Linked DNA regions of Macaca mulatta: region 2 is linked to region 1. The links are chromatin contacts, called in public Hi-C maps. All regions are on one chromosome and are shown on one strand. The core of a region is the stretch at or near the end of the contact, and the rest is flanking DNA. Distances in the headings are between cores, read along the strand shown. Region 1 holds the start of SLC27A3 (solute carrier family 27 member 3). Region 2 holds the start of NPR1 (natriuretic peptide receptor 1).

Region 1 (6,638 bases), core at 1,306-3,805:
GAGGCTCCTGCCACTTTGGGCCTTGGAAAGTAGTAGGGGAAAAGCCTAAGGGAGAGGAAGCCTGCTAGGGACATAAACGTAATGGCCAGCAAGACCTTAGGGTCCAGGGTTGAAGAAAAAGAGGCCTAGGCCTGGGGGCAGAGAAGAGGATGGGAGGTGCCGTAGGAGCAGCAGGCTCCCACTCAGAGCTCCTGCTCCTTTTCCTTAGGTTCAGTGATCTCTTCTCCCTGGCGGAGGAATATGAGGACTCTTCCACCAAGCCACCCAAGAGCCGGCGAAAAGCAGCTCTGTCCAGCCCTCGAAGTCGTAAGAATGCCACACAGCCCCCCAATGCTGAAGAAGAGTCAGGCTCCAGCAGTGCTTCGGTGAGAGCCCAGCCAGTGCACAGGGGGAAAAGGAGCACTGGGTGCAGGTGGAGTCGGCACCAGCAGCTGCCCAGGCTGGTAACTTCCCATTTCCCCGCCCATCTCTTCCAGGAGGAGGAAGACACGAAACCGAAGCCTACCAAGCGGAAACGAAAAGGGTCCTCTGCAGTGGGCTCTGACAGTGACTGAGGCCCTGCATTCCCCATCCCAACCCCAGCTGGATTGCTTTCTCCTCCTTGGTGATTCAAAGGTTAATAGAGGCTGGGGAGATTGCAGGGGAAACACCCTTGCCGCATCCCCAAGCTCCCCCGGTGGAAGGGAGGAGCTTTCTCCTCTGGCTGAGTTTGAGAAGCTGCCATGCAGCCCCTAGCCCCTTCCCTCCTGGGGCTTCCAGCCCCTCACACTGCTGTTCCCAGTGATATTTGGGATCTGACTGAAGCCAGAGGCTCTGTAAAATCAGGCCATAGTGGAAGTCCTCAGCCCCCAGGCCCCTTCCCCAGTCTCCTCCCCCAGTCTCCCAAGGAGCCATTGCAACAAAGAAGGGAAATGACAAAGGGGCAGCTGGCCAGAGAAGCTGGGATAAGAGCAGAGACTCAGTGTGTGGGTGTCCCTTCCCGCTTCCCCCTTCGGGTCTTGGTTTGTTCTGAAGGGGTGTTTTATAGTCACTATCCACATGCCAGTGTGAAATGGGCTATCTGTGACGTGGTCAGGGTGTCCATTCCTAATCATGGGGCAGATGCTGCAAGCATTCAGAAAGGAGTCTGAAAGGGTGGCCACAGCCCCATGTGGTGTGCCCTGGAGGCTTAGGTTGGCCTGAGGTTGGCACCTCAAGCTACACCAGAGTCCAGGGAGTCCCAGAGGCAAGTTTCACAGAACTGTCAAATGATCCCATTTCCTTGAATCTGGGTTTTTTGGTTTTTTTTGTTTGTTTGTTTTTGGCAGAGATAATCGTGTCTTAAAAGTTGTTTTTAAATGACAATAAAACAAGCCAGAATGTCTTTTGTGCTGGAGTGTCTGCTGGCGTTTGCCCGTGCATGTATAGCTTGGTCTTGATTTGATTGGCATCGCTACTTGTAACCTCAGAACAACCCCCTTTCCCTTCCTGTTCTGCCCCCACTTTTGCCTAGAGCAGAAGGGACTTGGCTTTGGCCCCTACCCATCCTTCCTGCTACCACTGGAGGTGGGAGCCAGGCGCTGACCTATCTATGCAGAACCATCCCCTGTAGGATGAGGCCTTTCCTTTCTCATTTCTCAAGAAATGAGGCTTCCAAAAGGTCTGTCATCCTCCAGTTGAAGTCTGTGTGCCTACCAACAACTGCCGGAGGACTCCCTGCTTGACGGGAGGGATACTCCAGCTTAGTCTCCAGGGACAACTGTATCTGGAGATGAAGTCCGGATACCAGGGAGGGATAGAGATGCTCTTCCTTCCACAGTCTGGCCACTTTGCTGGGCCATGTGAACCAGCAGAGGAGAGTTCTTTGGCTATGCTATTGTTCCCCCGCTGTCCAGGGAGAATGGAGGCGGACTGAGGAGTGAAGTTTGGGTGAACTGCACAGAGCTGCTCCTCTTCACCCTGAAAATTTGTCTTTTTACAGAATCCAGGTTCTTCCCTCTCTCATCACTGCTGTTCCTTCCTTTGAAAGTCTAAACCACCAGAGGCCTTTTTCCTTCCTCTCTCCTTCCCCAGTTTCCTCTGCCCCAATTAAAACCAGAATGGAGAGCATTTGCTGACTGGCCCCAATTATTGTACCCTTGCCCAAAGGGAGGGGCCTCTATCGTGGTCCCTCAGAAATCTGGCAGTCTGGGTTTCCACCTTTCCCCTATTTTAACTCTCAGCCCCCACCCATCCCCTGGGGTTGCGGCTGGCAGGAGGGGATGGGCCTGCCTATCCTGCTGGGACTTGCAGAACCAAATGGGCCAGGGGCCAAGTTCTTCATTCTTTTGGGAGAGAGCAATGGTACCTTCCCTTCACGGGAAAATGAGAAACATTGAGGGGAAGATGGACTGCGATCCAAAAGCCCTGGCTGTCAGGCCTGGACTCTAGAGCTTAGCCAGATGCCTAAACCGCCCAAGCCGAGAAAGAACTTAGAAGACAGACATAACCCTGGGATTGAGGGAAGGCGCGAGCACCGCCCCGGACCTGGTAGGATGCGAGCCGCGAGCAGTCCGGGAGGGAGCGCGCCTAGGGCGGAGCGTAGGCTGTGGGGAGGGCTGGGAGTCCGGGGCCGCCCCACACCCGCACTCCTCCCGGGTTTCTGCTCTCCGCCCGTGGGGAGTGGTGGGGGCTTGGGTGGGAAGGGGCGTGTGCCAGCGCAGGCGCGCTCACGGGAAGGAGAGGTCTCAGCTAGAACGAGAGGCCCTGGGTTTTCGGGAGGGAGGAACAGGGATGTTTGCTAGCGGCTGGAACCAGACGGTGCCGACGGAAGAAGCGGGCTCCATGGCTGCCCTCCTGCTGCTGCCCCTGCTGCTGTTGCTACCGCTGCTGCTGCTGAAGCTACACCTCTGGCCGCAATTGCGCTGGCTCCCGGCGGACTTGGCCTTCGCGCTGCGCGCCCTGCGCTGCAAAAGGGCTCTTCGAGCTCGCGCCCTGGCCGCGGCTGCCGCCGACCCGGAAAGTCCCGAGGGGGGCTGCAGCCTGGCCTGGCGCCTCGCGGAACTAGCCCGGCAGCGCCCCGCGCACACCTTTCTCATTCACGGCTCGCGGCGCTTTAGCTACTCGGAGGCGGAGCGCGAGAGTAACAGGGCTGCACGCGCCTTCCTACGTGCGCTAGGCTGGGACGGGGGACCTGGCGGCAGCGACAGTGGCGCGGGGAGCGCTGGAGAAGGCGAGCGAGCGGCGCCGGGCGCCGGAGATGCAGCGGCCGGAAGCGGCGCGGGGCTTGCTGGAGGGAACGGTGCGGCCAGAGGTGGAGGAGCCGCCGCCCTTCTGGCACCTGGAGCAACCGTGGCGCTGCTCCTCCCCGCCGGCCCGGAGTTTCTGTGGCTCTGGTTCGGGCTGGCCAAGGCCGGCCTGCGCACGGCCTTTGTGCCCACCGCCCTGCGCCGGGGCCCCCTGCTGCACTGCCTCCGCAGCTGCGGCGCGCGCGCGCTGGTGCTGGCGCCAGGTAAGGCTGGAGCGCCGAACTAACTAAGGCGCGGCCAGCCACAGAAGGGGGCGTGTCGGGGACCGCAGAAGGGCTTGGATTCATCCCTGGGCCTGGGAAGAAGCCGACTATCCCTTGGGGTTCGAAAGTGAGTGGAGCTAGGAGTCTCCGGGTTTGCAAAGGGATGAGACTGAATCTTTGGTGCCCCAAGTATCCCCAAGGAGTCGAGTTCCAGGCCTCAGACCCAAGATGGAATGTCCATACCCTTCACCCTCACCCAAGAGCAGTGTGGGCTGGGATGGGGAGGAGACATGGGTCATAGGCTCTTCTAGGTAGAGCCAGGGCCCCGGCGCTGTGCTTTCCCACCCTTCCAGAGTTTCTGGAGTCCCTGGAGCCGGACCTGCCCGCCCTGAGAGGCATGGGGCTTCACCTGTGGGCTGCAGGCCCAGGAACCCACCCTGCTGGAATTAGCGATTTGCTGGCTGAAGTGTCCGCTGAAGTGGATGGGCCAGTGCCAGGATACCTCTCTTCCCCCCAGAGCATAACAGACACGTGCCTGTACATCTTTACCTCTGGCACCACGGGTGAGAGCCGGGCACCATACTTAGCTCCCCGAAACTAAGGCAGAGGAAGGCAGGGTTCTGGGAACAGAGACTGGGACCTCCTCAGCTCCCAGACCACTCCTTCAAAGCCCCCAGACAGGATGCTGGTTTCATTGGCACTTCCTTTTTCTCTTCATCATTTCACTCCCCAGTCCCTTCACCTCCTACTCATTTCTCCACCTCCCCCAGACCACCCAGATTTCCAGGACAGCCTGGTCTCCATCCTCAGCTTCCGTCCTGCATCCGCCTCTTTCTGTGGGAAACCCAGTGGGGGTGCAAACAGATAGGTAGAGCTTGGAGTCCACCCTTCCCCTGATCGCCCCACAACTGCCACCCCACAGGCCTCCCCAAGGCTGCTCGGATCAGTCATCTGAAGATCCTGCAATGCCAGGGCTTCTACCAGCTGTGTGGTGTCCACCAGGAAGATGTGATCTACCTCGCCCTCCCACTCTACCATATGTCCGGCTCCCTGCTGGGCGTTGTGGGCTGCTTGGGCATTGGTCAGTCTCCCCAACCCCACCTTCATTAATTCATCCAGCAGACATTTATTAAGCACCTACTGTGGTGTGAGTCCTCCAGGGTAGATAATCTAGAGGACGGATGGGGCAGAGCCCTACTCACCAGGAGCTCTACAATGGCAATGTTACCTGCCTAGACCTACAGACTGAGGAACAGGGCAGGGGGGGCCATATAGCCACATAACTCCAGGCTGCAGGATCAAAGGCAGGGAAGGACTATCAGTCCAGGAACAGGCAAATAGAGAAGAGGGAGAGAGAGACAAGGAGGTGAGAGTGTGGAGGATGGGATCTTTGGGGCTGGGAAGTAGGGAAAGGGCATTCACCTCTTCCAAGGCTGGGGACAGGGGCCGGGGGAGGGGAAAGAGGGCCAGCACAGCTTCCTGACGGTGTGACTCCCACAGTGGGCCCTTCCCAGGGAATGACTACAGTGAAGGCTGGGGTCTGGAAAGAGGGGCTCGGGCTTCCCACCCTGCTCCTAATCTTACCTGCTTCCTTCTTCCCCACTTCCCACTTCTGGCAGGGGCCACAGTGGTGCTGAAGTCCAGGTTCTCGGCTGGTCAGTTCTGGGAAGATTGCCAGCAGCACAGGGTGACCGTGTTCCAGTACATTGGGGAGTTGTGTCGATACCTTGTCAACCAGCCCCTGGTGCGTGGGCATAGATCCTGGGCAGAGCTGCTGACACAGGGCTAGCTCACGGGGAACAGGACAGTTGACAGGAGACACTGAGACAGGGAGTTGGAGGGAGAAGCAGCAAGAAGGAAATCGCAGTGTAAGATAAGGAGCCGGAGATGGCCTAGGCCATCTGACGCTTACGGCCTCTGAAGGAGGTCACAGTGCTGGGGGGGTTCTGGTGAATGGAGAACAGGAATTCACTGCGGGGAGCGGGCATCTTGGTGCTGAAGCCCCGGCCCTCTCCCACTCATCTCAGAGCAAGGCAGAACACGGCCATAAGGTCCGGCTGGCAGTGGGCAGCGGGCTGCGCCCAGACACCTGGGAGCGTTTTGTGCGGCGCTTTGGGCCCCTGCAGGTGCTGGAGACATATGGACTGACAGAGGGCAACGTGGCCACCATCAACTACACAGGACAGCAGGGCGCTGTGGGGCGTGCTTCCTGGCTTTACAAGGTGAGGGGCAGAGAGGAAACTGAGAACCCGTGGAACAGCAGAGGGCTGGCAGGAGAGGGGGCTCATGTGACTGCAATGGTTCAGTACCCGGGTCTCCCTTTCCCCAGCATATCTTCCCCTTCTCCTTGATTCGCTATGATGTCACCATAGGAGAGCCGATTCGGGACCCCCGGGGGCACTGTGTGGCCACATCTCCAGGTTGGTGGTGTTCTGGTGGGGTGGGCGAGGTGCTGACGCTGGCACAGGAGGACTGGAATTGGAGACGGGTGGATGGGGGCAGGAGGCTCTGGGAAAGGTGACAGCACTCCTGACCCTGGTGACTCTGCCAGGTGAGCCAGGGCTGCTGGTGGCCCCGGTAAGCCAGCAGTCCCCATTCCTGGGCTACGCTGGTGGGCCAGAGCTGGCCCAGGGGAAGTTGCTAAAGGATGTCTTCCGGCCTGGGGATGTTTTCTTCAACACTGGGGACCTGCTGGTCTGCGATGACCAAGGTTTTCTCCGCTTCCATGATCGTACTGGAGACACCTTCAGGTATCTGTCCATAACTGGTTCTTCATCCTGGACCTCTGATCTCTGTGATCCAAAGCTTCTGAACCTCAACTCCCTGATCTGCCACCTCAACCCGGGTCCTCAGCTAATCTCTCATTCTCAGATCTCACCATCTCATCCCTGTGACAGTCTGGCACGCTGACCTCTGACCTCATCTCCCCACCAAGCCCATGAGGCCCTGACCCCTGACTCCCAGTTTCAGATCTCTGCTCTCTGACAGGTGGAAGGGGGAGAATGTGGCCACAACCGAGGTGGCAGAGGTCTTTGAGGCCCTGGATTTTCTTCAGGAGGTGAACGTCTATGGAGTCACTGTGCCAGGTGCCTAGGCATGGAAGGTGGGGGAGGCACCCAGCCACCACCCCGAATTGGTAATACCTGGGCGCAGGGAGCACGAGGCCTTC
Region 2 (6,638 bases), core at 2,098-4,597, 98 kb before region 1:
TTCTTGTGCCTCAGCCTCCCGAGTAGTTGGGATTACAGGTGTGCACCACCAAGCCCGGCTAATTTTTTGAGACAGAGTTTCACTCTTGTTGCCCAGGCTGGAGTGCAATGGCACGATCTCGGCTAACTGCAACCTCCACCCCTGGGTTCAAGCAATTCTGCCTCAGCCTCCCGAGTAGCTGGGATTACAGGCATCTGTCACCACGCCGGCTAATTTTTGTATTTTTAGTAGAGATGGGGTATCACCATGTTGGCCAGGCTGATCTTGAACTTCTGATTTTAGGTGATCCACCTGCCTCAGCCTCCCAATGTGCCAGGATTACAGGCGTGAGCCACTGTGCCTCACCTTACTATCTTATTAGTTCTTTTATTTTTATTTTTATTTATTTATTGTTTTTTGAGATAGGGTCTTGCTCTGTTGCCCAGGCTGGAGTGCAGTGGCACGATCTCGGCTCACTGCAACCTCTGCCTCCCAGGTTCAACTGATTCTTGTGCCTCAGCCTCCCGAGTAGCTGGGATTACAGGCATGCACCACCAAGCCCTATTAATTTTTTTTTTTTTTTTTTTTTTTTTTTGAGACAGAGTTTCACTCTTGTTGCCCAGGCTGGAGTGCAATGGCACGATCTCGGCTCACTGCAACCTCTGCCTCCCAGGTTCAAGCGATTCTCCTGCCTCAGCCTCCCAAGTAGCTGGGATTACAGGCACGCACCACCACGCCTGGCTAATTTTTGTATTTTTACTAGAGACAGGGTTTCTCCGTGTTGGTCAGGCTGGTCTCAAACTCCCAACCTCGGGTGATCCGCCCGCCTCAGCCTCCCAAAGTGCTGGGATTACAAGCGTGAGCCACCGCACATGGCCTCTGCCTGGCTAATTTTTGTATTTTTAGTAGAGACAGGGTTTCATCATGAAGGCCAGACAGGTCTTGAACTCCTGGCCTCAAGTGATCCGCCCAACTCCGCCTCCCAAAGTGCTGGGACTACAGGGATATGCCACCATGCCCAGCCAGTTCTTTTTTTTTTTTTTTTTTTGAGACGGAGTCTCACGCTGTTGCCCAGGCTGGAGTGCAGTGGCCAGATCTCGGCTCACTGCAAGCTCCGCCTCCCAGGTTCCCGCCATTCTCCTGCCTCAGCCTCCTGAGTAGCTGGGACTACAGGCGCCCGCCACCGCGCCCGGCTAATTTTTTGTATTTTTAGTAGAGACGGGGTTTCACTGTGGTCTCGATCTCCTGACCTTGTGATCCGCCCGCCTCGGCCTCCCAAAGTGCTGGGATTACAGGCTTGAGCCACCGCGCCCGGCCGCCCAGCCAGTTCTTTGATTTTTTTTTTTTTTTTTTTTTTTGAGACGGAGTCTCGCTCTGTCACCCAGGCTGGAGTGCAGTGGCCGGATCTCAGCTCACTGCAAGCTCCGTCTTGATTTTTAAAAAAGTATTTCATCCGCGGAGCTTGCAGTGAGCCGAGATCGCGCCACTGCACTCCAGCCTGGGCGACAAAGCGAGACTCCGTCTCAAAAAAAAAAAAAAGTATTTCATCCAACTCTTTTAGTTGTCTATAGCTTTAAGGCTAGTTCACCGTTATTGAAAGGAGCTCAATTACTAAACTATATTTCTAGTCCAGTCATTTCTTCTGAGCTCCAGCTCCACTAGTCCAAGGCCTATCAGACACTTCCACTTGAGTATCTGTAGGCACCTCACATCCAATAAACTAAAAGTATCATCCTTCCAAAACCTCCTTCTTCAGCTTCTCAACTAATGGGGTCAACGTCACCTAGACCTGTTATTTGTATAATGTCCTCATTTCCCAAAGTTCAACTGATTCTACTTACAAAACATCTCCCCATCTCCAACTGCTGTCTACCTCTACAATCTCTGGAACCCGCCATCTCCATCACAGGACAAGAACATTATGCCTGTCACACAAAAGCTTTCATAATCTTCCCTCCATTGCCCTTTGCCCTGCCTCTTTTCCTCAGTCATCCTACATACAGACACCTTACATCCAAGATCAGGGCTGAAAACACAGACTCCTACTACAGCCAGGCAGGTAATGCACCTGAATGAAGCAGGGTGCCTAGGAACCATGATGAACTAGACTCATTTCAAGGAGATAATGGATACTTGTTCTGGTCGGTTGCTCATGGAGGGATGCAGGACAATATATTGCCAGCTCTTCCAATATTTTAGGAAAAGTCAGAAATCCAGGTTGGGCCTGGTGGCTCACACATGTTATCCAGGAATATTAGGAGGCCAATGCAAGAGGATCACTTGAGCCTAGGAGTTCAAGACCAGCCTGGGCAACATAGAAAGACCTCCATATTTGGAATAAAAAAAAAAGTCAGAAATCCAAATATTTATGTGCCATCTTATGACTTTTTTTTTTTTTTTTTTGGAGACGGAGTCTTGTTCTGTTGCCTAGGCTGGAGTGCAGTGGCGCAATCTTGGCTCACTGCAACCTCTGTCTCCCGGGTTCAAGCAATTCTCTACCTCAGCCTCCCAAGTAGCTGAGATTACAGGTGACCACCACCATGTCCAGCTAATTTTTGTATTTTTAGTAGAGACGGGGTTTCACCATCTTGGCCAGGCTGGTCTTGAACTCCTGACCTCGTGATCCACCCACCCTGGCTCCCAAAGTGCTGGGATTAAAGGCTTGAACCACCTTGCCCGGCCCCATCTTATGATTTTTAAGTGTGGGGAATTAAAAACAATATACACAGAGAGAATGCAAACCAAAGCATGCCTACCATCTCAAGTTGGCCTATCGACCACAATTTGCTCCAGATAATAAGAATATTCAAGTCTCCTAAAATTCCATATATAGGAAATATACTTCAAAATTCTGCTCTGTCTACACAGAATACCTTTCTCATCCTTCTGTCCTCTTGAATTATTTCTCTTTGGAGATTTTCTGGCCCCAATCCAAGCAGAATGAATAGCCCTCACTGAGTCCTTTAGCAGTTTATCCATGTCTCCCGTGTAGTGCTTAATGCATGTTGCATTACGGTTATTCGTCCCAAATAGAGTTCCTCAAAGGCACGGACTATATATATTCATCTTTAAGCCCTCGGCACCTAGTGCGTGCTTGACGCACCAAGGGTTCTCTGGAAATATTTGCTGACCTCAAGTTTGGTGATCTTACATGTCCTGCTTAGGCGCAGCGTTGGAGAGGTTGGCGCTGCAATGCCGTCAATGACCCCTGATAACCATTAGAGGGCACACTGATTCCACAGCAGTCTGCACCGGGGGCCCAGCTGTCAAGTGCTCCAAAACCCACTCCCGCAACTTAACGCCTTCAATGGTCATTTCCAACAACATCTTCCATAGCCTTCATTTTAACAACCCTCAACACAAAACAGTCATTTTCTTGGGGCGGCCCTGAGGTGTGAACTTCTTCCCTCCCAGCCACCTACCCACTCTCCCCATCTTCCTACAATTTGGGCGCTAAAGATTTAATTCCGCCCTGACACCAGATTATTTTTCACAGCTAATCTGCACAATCTGGAAGGTGGCACGGAGGGAAAGAGAGGGGGATCATAGAAGGACTGGGTAACAAGCACTCTGGGCTCGCCTTCAACTTTAACAGACTTTCCAGAAACCCGTCACCCCACTCCCAAACACACACATCCACGCACTCACACAGTTTCCTGCCAGGATCCCAAACCAGCACACCTTTCACTCTTCCCCCATAAGACCAGGTAGGGGGCGAGGGAAAAGGTGGGGTGAGGGAAAAGGTGGGGTGAGGGAAAAGGTGGGGCGCAAGCGGGCCCCGGTTGCTTCCACACACACCCTCCGTTCAGCCCTCCTTTCCATTCCGGCGACGGCGCGCCTTCAGAAGGTCCTGTCCTCCAAGGAGGTAGGCGTGGGGCGGCCGAGACCCGGGAAGATGGTCCACCGGGAAGCGCGCGGGCTGTGCGGCGGGGAGGAAGGAGTTAAAGATCCAGGATTGGCTCTTCAGTCACTGAGTCTGGGAGGGGAAGCGGCTGGGAGGGAGGGTTCGGAGCTTGGCTCGGGTCCTCCACGGTTCCCTCCGGATAGCTGGAGACTTGGGCCGGCCGGACGCCCCTTCTGGCACACTCCCTGGGGCAGGCGCACACGCACGCTACAAACACACACTCCTCTTTCCTCCCTTGCGCGCCCTCTCCCATCCTTCTTCACGAAGCGCTCGCTCGCACCCTTTCTCTCTCTCTCTCACTCTCTCTCTCTAACACGCACGCACACGCCCAGTTGTTCACACTCGGGTCCTCTCCGGTCCGACGTTCTCCTGGCACCCACCTGCTCTGCGGCGCCCTGCGCGCCTCCCTCCGTCGCGCCCCTTGCGCTCTCGGCCCAGACCGTCGCAGCTACAGGGGGCCTCGAGCCCCGGGGTGAGCGCCCCCTTCCCGCTCCTGCTCCTTCCCATAGGGACGCGCCTGATGCCTGGGACCGGCCGCTGAGCCGGTGGGGACCGAGAAGGCCATGGTGGGAGCGCTCGCCCGCTGCGGTGCCCGCTGAGACCATGCCGGGGCCCCGGCGCCCCGCCGGCTCCCGCCTGCGCCTGCTCCTGCTCCTGCTGCTGCCGCCGCTGCTGCTGCTGCTCCGGGGCAGCCACGCGGGCAACCTGACGGTAGCCGTGGTACTGCCGCTGGCCAATACCTCGTACCCATGGTCGTGGGCGCGCGTGGGACCCGCCGTGGAGCTGGCCCTGGCCCGGGTGAAGGCGCGCCCCGACTTGCTGCCGGGCTGGACGGTCCGCACGGTGCTGGGTAGCAGCGAGAACGCGCTGGGCGTCTGCTCCGACACCGCAGCGCCCCTGGCCGCGGTGGACCTCAAGTGGGAGCACAACCCCGCCGCGTTCCTGGGCCCGGGCTGCGTGTACGCCGCCGCCCCGGTGGGGCGCTTCACCGCGCACTGGCGGGTCCCGCTGCTGACTGCCGGCGCCCCGGCGCTGGGCTTCGGTGTCAAGGACGAGTATGCGCTGACCACCCGCGCGGGGCCCAGCTACGCCAAGCTGGGGGACTTCGTGGCGGCGCTGCACCGACGGCTGGGCTGGGAGCGCCAAGCGCTCATGCTCTACGCTTACCGGCCGGGTGACGAAGAACACTGCTTCTTCCTCGTGGAGGGGCTGTTCATGCGGGTCCGCGACCGCCTCAATATTACGGTGGACCACCTAGAGTTCGCCGAGGACGACCTCAGCCACTACACCAGGCTGCTGCGGACCATGCCGCGCAAAGGCCGAGGTGAGACGCTGGCACACCCCGTCCCGCAGCTTAGCTGCAGGGCTTCCCCTCTGACCGGCCGGAGGCATCGGGACTTCCTCTCTTGTCTGGGGGTACTCTTCTTTCTCCTCGCCGTTCTTCATTCCACTCTCAGCTCCACGGTCCTTTGTACAGCTGAGTTTCTATTTCCCTCTCTTCTTCCGCCACCCTCACCACATCTCTATCCTCTCACCTCGCCGACCCCCACTCACTCCCTCCCACCCTAGTACAGCTCGGTTCCGGTCCCTTTTTTCCTCCTGCATTTTCTCTCTTCCCTATAGCCTTCTCCCCTCTTTCATCCTCTCCTCCCATTGCTCCTTATCCCCTCTCTTCTCCCCCTCCCTCACTCTTCTCGCCCTCCTGGCCCCACCCTTCTCCACCTTCAGCTCCACTATCCCGCTCTCCCTACCTGTTCCTTCCTCGCTTCCGCCCCCTCCTCCCCTCTTTCCTCCCCGCCCCCCCCGCCCCCCACGCCCCGCCTCTCCTTCCACCCTTCGTCTATCTCCTGCTGTGGCCTAGGCTGAGCCGGGAGTTACCGCTTAACTCTCACCGGGTCTCTCCTGCCCCCTATCTCTAAACTTCCTACCCTGGATGCCCCAGCTTTCCTACTCCTGTCTCTCCCGCAGTACCTAGGCTTCTCCCTCTGACTCCCCGTCTTTTTCTCCAGTTATCTACATCTGCAGCTCCCCTGACGCCTTCAGAACCCTGATGCTCCTGGCCCTGGAAGCTGGCTTGTGTGGGGAGGACTACGTTTTCTTCCACCTGGATATCTTTGGGCAAAGCCTGCAAGGTGGACAGGGCCCTGCTCCCCGCAGGCCCTGGGAGAGAGGGGATGGACAGGATGTCAGTGCCCGCCAGGCCTTTCAAGTGAGTACCTAGGTTTGAAGCCCAGGCTGTCTCAGCTTGTGGCACATAATTTCTGGGCACTGTGTCCCTCAGCGTCTGAAAGAATTCCAGAAAAGAAGTTTTTGTCTGTTTGTTTCTTTATGCACTCCTGGTAACTCACAGAACAGAAGAGGTTGGTGATGCTCACTGGGAATTAAGCAATGAAGGGCAGGGGACTGCACAGGGGCGCTTTGGCACCAGCAGGCTAAAAATATAAGAACATGGCTTGAGGCGGGAGGAGGATAAAGTCCCACAGCTTGGACAGGACTTGGAGAAGCCATCCCATTGGATCCTCTGCTTTGGAGTGGGCATCACTTCATGCAGGGCATAGGGTCCAGTTTGACCTTGAGCTAAGCAGAGATGCAGCTCTGGGAGGTGGGCTCCCGACTGTTGGGGCCCCACAGTACTGAGGGGATAGAGTCAGCTCCCAACTCTCTGCCCTCCACTGACACCTTCCTCAGGCTGCCAAAATCATTACATATAAAGAGCCAGATAATCCCGAGTACTTGGAATTCCTGAAGCAGCTAA

What was found. Hi-C and Micro-C count contacts between places; a contact is called where the count stands out from the background.
Region 2: a Hi-C map of fetal cortical plate shows a contact between it and region 1, with 2.4 times the contacts expected there. The contact joins the promoter of NPR1 here to the promoter of SLC27A3 in region 1. A contact is called at or near these places in 3 of 14 Hi-C or Micro-C datasets (blood, fetal cortex germinal zone and fetal cortical plate).

What each region holds. Positions count from the first base shown.
Region 1 is chr1:113,260,337-113,266,974 of T2T-MMU8v2.0, reverse strand. It overlaps SLC27A3 (solute carrier family 27 member 3), which reads left to right and starts at 2,555. Exons shown (of 10, transcript XM_015109681.3): 1 at 2,555-3,469; 2 at 3,823-4,032; 3 at 4,392-4,550; 4 at 5,089-5,213; 5 at 5,497-5,691; 6 at 5,799-5,889; 7 at 6,021-6,219; 8 at 6,458-6,555. The coding sequence starts at 2,752. INTS3 (integrator complex subunit 3) reads left to right here. Exons shown (of 31, transcript XM_077945619.1): 30 at 209-365; 31 at 477-1,363. The coding sequence ends at 554.
Region 2 is chr1:113,359,340-113,365,977 of T2T-MMU8v2.0, reverse strand. NPR1 (natriuretic peptide receptor 1) reads left to right here and starts at 3,347. Exons shown (of 24, transcript XM_077945580.1): 1 at 3,347-3,686; 2 at 3,789-3,844; 3 at 4,393-5,207; 4 at 5,893-6,092; 5 at 6,572-6,638. The coding sequence starts at 4,487.